Linked DNA regions of Capra hircus: region 2 is linked to region 1. Evidence: chromatin contacts called from public Hi-C data. All regions are on one chromosome and are shown on one strand. Each heading gives the region's core, a stretch centred on a gene start, on an enhancer-like site or on the middle of the called end of the contact. The rest is flanking DNA. Distances are from core to core; before and after follow the strand shown.

The links. A called contact is a pair of places that touch in the nucleus more often than the background predicts.
Region 2: a Hi-C map of blood shows a contact between it and region 1, with 2.8 times the contacts expected there. The contact joins the enhancer-like site here to the promoter of IGSF6 in region 1. A contact is called at or near these places in 2 of 5 Hi-C or Micro-C datasets (both in blood).

Annotation. Positions count from the first base shown.
Region 1 is chr25:20,085,086-20,088,992 of ARS1.2, forward strand. It overlaps IGSF6 (immunoglobulin superfamily member 6), which reads right to left and starts at 2,576. Exons shown (of 6, transcript XM_005697599.3): 1 at 2,022-2,576. The coding sequence starts at 2,088. All of the region lies in intron 4 of METTL9 (methyltransferase-like protein 9), which reads left to right.
Region 2 is chr25:20,131,048-20,134,891 of ARS1.2, forward strand. It overlaps OTOA (otoancorin), which reads left to right. Exons shown (of 28, transcript XM_018039983.1): 9 at 1-39; 10 at 2,297-2,436. Among named protein-coding and RNA genes, the nearest start is that of OTOA, 21 kb to the left of the region's middle. Within about 2 kb of position 2,219, at least 1 of the 5 cell types and tissues checked has an H3K27ac peak or open chromatin away from gene starts, as enhancers often do.

The DNA.
Region 1 (3,907 bases), core at 1,326-3,825:
TGCCCTCAGCCATTTTGAGGGCAAGGGAGGCTCTATGTGAAATGCTATTATTGGTTGAGGCAAACTGGAATTTGTGCATGTTTTCACTCTGACTTTGTGTGGTTCTATGTTTCCACATGGTCTTATTTGTCTGACTTTTCCCTTTGCTACTGTACACAAAATTAAAAAATAATCCAAGATGTCTGATACAAGTTTAATATGGGCTTTTTGTCACTTAACATTTTTCTTATAGGTCCTGATCCAGAGCAGAATTAAAACTAGAATCATGGTATTTGTGACCCAAATCTCTTCTCACCATGTTGTAATTTTTGTTACTTGTACAATTGGAGATGAGCTGGGAGATTTTTAGCAACCTGGTAAAGGTAAACCAGATGAGTGGGTAAAGTCAAGTCACTGGAGAAGACCAGGCTTCCTGCGTCTTCAGCTGAGGGGTTTAGCCTCACTCCTAAGGCTGGTAACTGCGGCCGCAGGTCTCCTACCCAGACTTACTCACCTTAGAAGTAGAGAAGCGGCCTTGTGAGGTATAGTAATGGGCCTGCCAGAGTCGTGAAGTTAAGCAGCAAGGTCCCAGTGTCAACTCCTCCATGAGGTAGTTTTTAAAAGGGAAGCTGTCTTTCAACATTTTTCCTTGAGAACTAGTGTTCCAGGGTAAAATAAATACTTGCAGCTTTGGAGTTTCATATCTCTGCTCATGACCGCCTTGGAAGGGAGAAAACCCGGTGTGGTGGTTTCCTGTGAGAGCCCAGGCTGTGAGGAGACGGCTGCTCCCCGCAACCGCCCCCGCCCCCGCCCCCGCCCGCCCCCGCGCGTGGATGAGGCGGCAGCTTAGAGCGGAAGGGAAGTTTGGATAATGTGTCAGCCTGCAGCCCACTCCTGTCAAGAGCTGCGCTTGAAGGACTCTCGCATTCTGTAGGGTTTCTTTTTAAACACAGTACCCTCTGAAAAAGGTTGAAAGTTTATCTTCTTAGTGAAGGGAATGAAAAAAGATTACTGTTTTTGAAGACCAAGCTAGAAAATACATAGAGAAGTAATTTCTGAACTTTCTAAAAAACGCCTTTATGGAAAATTTCGAACATACGCAGAAGTAGTTGACCAGCACAGCAACTTCTCCACCATCACCTGACTTCAGCCCAGGCTTGTTTCAGCTCTTCTCCCTAACTTGTGCCTTTACTCTCTCGTTATTTTAGGGCAAATTCCAGGTAATTTGTCTGCACATCTTTCAGTATATATCTTTGAAAGATAATTCTTTTAAAAAATAATGCTAATTAGACTGCTCTATAAAAGTAATATATATACTTATTAGGGAATTAATAGACTTATTACTGAAAGTAGAAACAAAAAAGTCACCCATAGTCCTTTCACCACTCTGCCCCTACCAAATCACGGTTAACATTTTAAAATATTTCTTTACAGATGAGAAAAAAATAAGAGCTTTTGTTCCCTTTCCTGGCCTATGACCCAAACTTTGTGAGCAAATCTGAGATTATGAGATTTTTTAGAACAATGATGAAATTATTAGAACTGTGATATCGGAAACTCTCTCATAGAGAAAAAACAGGCAAAAGTATCCATATATTTGTGATATGGTTATTTTTGAAGGAAGGAGCCATAGCAGTTTTTTTAAATGACAGGTACTTCAATTTATAGAAATTCAGCTTTTTCTGAAACACTGTTCTTTAAAAAATATTCAATTATTTAGTGCAGAGTCAGTTTGCCTGTATGGGAACTGAATTGTTAATGATTAATGTGATTTTATGAATATTTTCAAGCCTTTGTTTGGAGAGGTACTCTTGTCTAAAGCAGCATGATAGCAAAGGAAATTTTCAATGTTAATATTAATTTTTTTTCTCAACTGTTTTTTTATTACCTATTTCTCTGAGAAAAAAGGAAATTTGTCACCTTAGACAGTTTCCATAATGTTATACATTTAAAAATCTGTAGGGGGTTAAAATATAAATGAATTTTTAGATGAAAAGTAGCAATTGATTTAAATAAAATGGAGGGAAAAAAAAGAACCTTACCGACATAAAACAGAATCAGATTGAGTTCCAGACCGAGAATAATCTTTCCTCTGTTCACAGTCTCCATTTCTGTGTGTATGTGTGAGGTGTGGGAGTGTGTATTTGAGGAGAGTTTTGGCTTTTTTTTTTTTTCCTCTAAGAAAGGAAGAACCAAAGAGAGGAACTCTTATTGAGGAACCATAATTGGGAACTTTTTGAAATTGTGTAAAGATTGTTTGTAATGCAGTTTCACCATTTAAAGTTGAGATTTTAGCTTAGAGCACACTTCTAAATGTTCATATGGTCACGTTTTTCTTGGGTTTTACAAAGCCTCAAAGATGTTAGATGTTTTGGGTGAGATTTTGATTTACCTTGGTGCATATTCCTAGAAAGTATTGTTTGACAGATAAATCATACTTAAATTTTCTAGAGCAGTTCAGTCTGTGCTCTTGGGCATCTAATTTGTTCTTGGTGCTGGGCTGATAACTGCTGGAAATCGAGGAGAAGCAGAAGGAAATACCTTCATGTAGTGTGCTAAGTCGCTTCAGTTGTGTCCGACTCTCTGCGACCCTATGCACTGTAGCCCACCAGGGTCCTCTGTCCATGGGATTCTCCAGGCAAGAATACTGGAGTGGGTCATTATGCCTTCCTCCAGGGGCTTTTCCCAACCCAGGGACTGAACTCACATCTCTTCCGTCTTCTGCATTGGCAGACGGACTCTTTACCACTAGCACCACCTGGAAAGTCCATCTTCATGTAGAGATGAGAAAAATCAGTGAACGATGAATAAATAAGTTGGGTGCCATTAACTAATTGTATCCCAGTTTTGTTTAGTCACTAAGTCATGTCCAACTGTTTGCGACCCCATGGACTATAACCTGCCAGGCTCCTCTGTCCCTGGAATTTCCCAGGCAAGAATACAGGAGTGGGTTACCATTTCTTTCTCTAGGGGATCTTCCCAACCCAGGGTTCAAATCTGCATCTCCTGCATTGGCAGGAGATTCTTTACCACTAAGTCACCTGGGGAGCCCTTGTGCCCCAGTTTTGTGTGACCGCTTTTATTGTGAAATAAATGTGTGGAATCTTTGTCATCCAGAACCCCATCCTAGTCCCTCGGGGGCTTCATCAGTCAGGTTCTTTGTAAACAGCAGAAAGTGACTTGGGCTGACTTAATAAGCAAAAGGGAGTTTATTGAAAGGATTTGAGGGTAGCACACTGAGTCCCTGGGAGGACTGGAGAATCATGTGTTGGGGTCTACATGCAAGACACATGCCCTGAAATCTGCTATAAAGCTGATGTGAAGAGCACACTGCCCCCGGCAAGCATTGCTGCCTTGGCGTGGGCCACAGCCTGTCAGTAGTACCACTCCGTGCTGCCCGAGCTGCTTGGACTCACACCACTGCTCCGCCTTCCCAGAGAAGGAGCCTCACGTCCCCACCTCTGGGCCACTTGCTCCTCATTTCAGGTCGCGGCGAGTGTTTCTGAGCTTAGGTCATGAGCCAGTGCCTGAGCTGCAAGAAAGAGGAGGGGGAAGCTGCTTCCCCAGGCTTTGCCTTCCACGGGGAAGAGGGGTGCTCACTGCCGGAGAGAATGAAGCCCTCTCCACTGTACCGTTTGTATGCTTGGCACTTGTTGACTATATATTTCGTCATTTACAGAAAGTTATTCTCAATCTGTATTTAGTAATACTTTTAACATTACTGTATATTTTTTTTTTACATCATTGTTGTGTCGGAAAGCACCCCCCAGATTTTATATATACCACTGTGTGTGTGTGTGCGCGTCTGTAGTCAGTGCTTGGTATGTATGTGAACTGAAGACTTTTTCTAGCCCCCTAGTACCTGGGCATCTGACGCTCATGGGTTTGGAAATGACTAACGTAACACAGACTTGAGTCACTGTTGCAA
Region 2 (3,844 bases), core at 969-3,468, 46 kb after region 1:
TTACCCTTTGAAGAAATTATGAGAATTAGTCCCATAGAAGTAAGTTTGAAAAATACATTTACATGTCTCCATTACCAATACATCTGAAGTAAGGTGTGTTCTGGACTTCCCAGGTGGCGCTAGTGGTAAAGAACCTGCCTACCAATGCAGGAGACCTAAGAGATGCGGGTTTGATCCCTGGGTTGGGAAGATCCCCTGGAGGGGAGGGCACCGCAACCCACTCCAGTGTTCTTGCCTGGAGAATCCCACGGACAGAGGAGCCTGGCGGGCTACAGTCCATTAAATCACAAAGAGTCAGACACGACTGAGTCGACTTAGCATGTACACAAGGTGTGTTCTAAACCTCTCATGTTCAGCCAGCCACTCACCTTAGCTCAATATAACTTGAGCATCTAAAGAAAACTCCTCAAATAAGGCCTCAAGCAGTCAGTTGCTGGGTTGTGTTCTAGTGTAGAAGAGCCAAGAAAACAAAAAGAATTGTGGACAACTAAGACAGTTCTGATGTCAACAATAGGATCTAAAGAGAAGGTTGACTATGAACCAAAGGTAGTTTAAGGGTATTTTTGAAGTCAAGAAATGCCAAGGATCGTAGCTATAGAGTTTACAGTCACTGGAAGCACAAACCCAAGTCAAAAGCAACATGGATCAATTGCTACTTCTATTTATGGCAACTTCTATTGATAGCTACTTCAGCATGAGCGATGATTGGACTTTAAAGTTTACAGTGGAGAAGTGTACATATTCATGGTGCTCAATTCACTGCTCAGGAATTACTCTCCTTTTCCTAATGTTGTTCTGATGATACTACAATCCCTTGGGAGGCATGATTCTAGAACTCAGGAATGCTGAGGAATGCTGCCAACAGGGGAGGCTTTCATAAAGAGTTTGGGGCTTGCCACCAGTTCGTACCCTGTGTCCCCTAACTTTCTACTGGCCAGTGAAAGAAGTGTTTGCATCAAATGACTGGCCCGTTCGAGGACTGACTGACCCAACCACGTCTGGTTATTATGAAATCAGAGGCAGAAGTAGGTTCCTCTTTCTTTAAAACAAATATTTCCTTATTTGGCTGTGCCAGGTCTTGGTTGCAGTATGTAGGATCCTTAGTTGTGGCACGTGGGTCTAGTTCCCTGACCAGGTTTAGAACCTGAGCCCCCTGCACTGGGATCATGGAGTCTTAGCCACTGGACCACGAGGGGAGTCCCTAAGGTTCCTCTTTTTACCTGACAGGCTGGGAATATTTCAGATGTCTCTCAGTTTCATAACCCTCAGTTTAAAATGGATTAGACCTCCATTTTACTTTTTTAAAGTTGAGTGAACTTCAGAAAGTCGAAAGAGATTAAATTCTCAGAAAACTGGGCCCCTAGCAGGGACTTCTTGAGATCCAGGGGCTGTTCACAACATTTCTTCATCTTCTAAACATGTAGAGAAGGGAGGTGAAGCCACAGGGTACCAACACTCAGAGGGAATTTCTTATGGACGTAGAGCACAATCCATGAGGGAGAGACAGCTTTATGAAATCTTTAAGCGAAGAATAACAGGGCCTCAAAATATAGGAGACCTCAGTGCGACACTCTTGGACACACAGGCAAAAAGTGAACAATAATAGAAAGAACCTGAAGAGTATATTTAATAAAGTTGAATGCATTATGTATATATTTACATAATAAGTGTGTGTTAAATATTATGTAAACATGTATTTACATATATATTGTATACATATATCCAACTTTATATCTTACAGAGAGAACACACATTCTTTTTTTAAATCACCTGGGGGTCATTTACAAACCAATTTATCTATTTTAAAAATTCTGATTCCCCAAAGCAAACAATTTGTGGACCACATTCTCTGACCTCAATAAAACAAATCTAGAAATAAATATGCAAGTATTAGCTTGAAAAAAGTTCAACTGCTCCTATATTAAAAAAGAAAAACTTTCCTAAATAACAGGTGGATTGTAGAAGAAACTGAAGCAGCGGTTACAGACCATTAGGAAATCAATGTCACTTAGTTACCAAAGAGGAAATGGGATGAGGGACCGATCAATTAGGAGTTTGGGATTAGCAGATCCATGCCTCTATATATAAAAAAGATAAACCACAAGGTCCTACTGTATAGCATAGGGAACTATATTCAATATCTTGTAATAAACTATTACAGAAAAAAAAGAAATCAGTGAAAATGAGGAATGGGCATCTCCAGGGGCCTGGGGGCGGGGCACAGCACAGGCCACCGGGGCGGGGCTTCACAGGGCTCCTGCAGCCCCCCACTGATCTTCCTGGCCTCCTCCACCAGATTGGGCTGTTTATCAGCTATGACAACGCCACCAAGCAGCTGGACACGGTTTATGACATCACGCCTGAACTGGCCCAGGCGTTTCTGGAGAGGATCAGCTCCTCCAACTTTGACATGAGGAATACCTCTACCATCCACAGGCAAGGAGTGTGGGCACTGGGCCCCCAGAGCTGTTTCCTACCTAAGCATCAGCTTTCTCTGAGCAGCAGAAGAGCTGGGGAGGGGAGGGAGGTGGCTGATCCATCTCTTTGAATTGTCCCACGTCTCTGTGCATGTGAGGGAGGTGTTTCCCCAAAGAGATCCCTTTAAAGAGGTTATGAAGTGGAGAAGAAAACAAAATGTGTTTAAAGCATCTCCTATGTGCTAACATTTTATACAGCCTTACCTATCAAGTACTAAGATTCCAGCTCTAAGCACAGAAGTGGAACTTTTTACATTCTTGGTATTCCCTCCATTCCAAGTTGTAAATGTGTCATTTACAATTGGTTAGGTCGGGTATTGGAAATAGCTCACGGGCCTCACATTTGTGAACCTGTTGTATCCTAGACCCTCAGGCAGGGAGCCCTGGCGTGAGGTCAGCTCTAGAATTTAGTGATTATAACCTGATTCCCAGGAACTGGAACCATTTCGAGCAGGGAAGGGCCAGGAGCTGCGTACTTGGTGACCGCAGAAAGGGTTTGAATGTTGGGGGTAATTGCGCAGTGGGGAGGGGTGGTGGGCACCGTTCACCCATCTCTTCTCCATCTCCCAGGGTCTTACTGTCACAGATCTTCCTCTGACAGCATCACATGACCTTACATTTTCCAAAGTCACCTGCAGAGAATATTCTCATATAGAACCCTTACAACCCTCTTCTCCTGTCCTTAGTAATTTTCACTCAATGGCATGGGCCCTATTTTTTCTAGTCAGTTCAGTTTAGTTGCTCCGTCGTGTCTGACTCTTTGCGACCCCATGGACTGCAGCAGGCCAGGCCTCCCGGAGTTTACTCAAACTCACGTCCATCGAGTCGGTGATGCCATCCAACCTTCTCGTCCTCTGTTGTCCCCTTTCTCCTACCACCTTCAGTCTTAGTTACACAAAAAATAGTGTAGTGATTAAGAACATGGGGCCTGGAGGCAGAAGTCCTGGGTTTGATCCTGGCTCTGCCACTTACAAGTTGGGTGATCTGCACCTCCCTGTGAATCTACTTCCCCATCTGTGAAATGGGAGCTAATAAACTGCCTATTTCATTAAGACCCTTGTAAGGATTAAGCACATTTGCACATAGAAAGTGCTCAGTAAATATTAGTTATTCTTAACATGATTATTAATATTCGGTCTTCACTTTCTCTGAGTATTTTTTCTCTTTAGACACACTTTAAAGTCCTTTCCCTGAGCTGGTTGCTTTCCTGGGGACCTGTCTGAGAGTGTCACTGTTTGATCATGGCCAACTAGGTGGTCCAACCACGCTAAGTCAAGTAGATTTCATACTAATGCTAAGAGCATCGTTTCAGAATAAGTGCTTAGCATCTACCAGGAAGTATGCTAATCACTTGGTATGCATCTTCT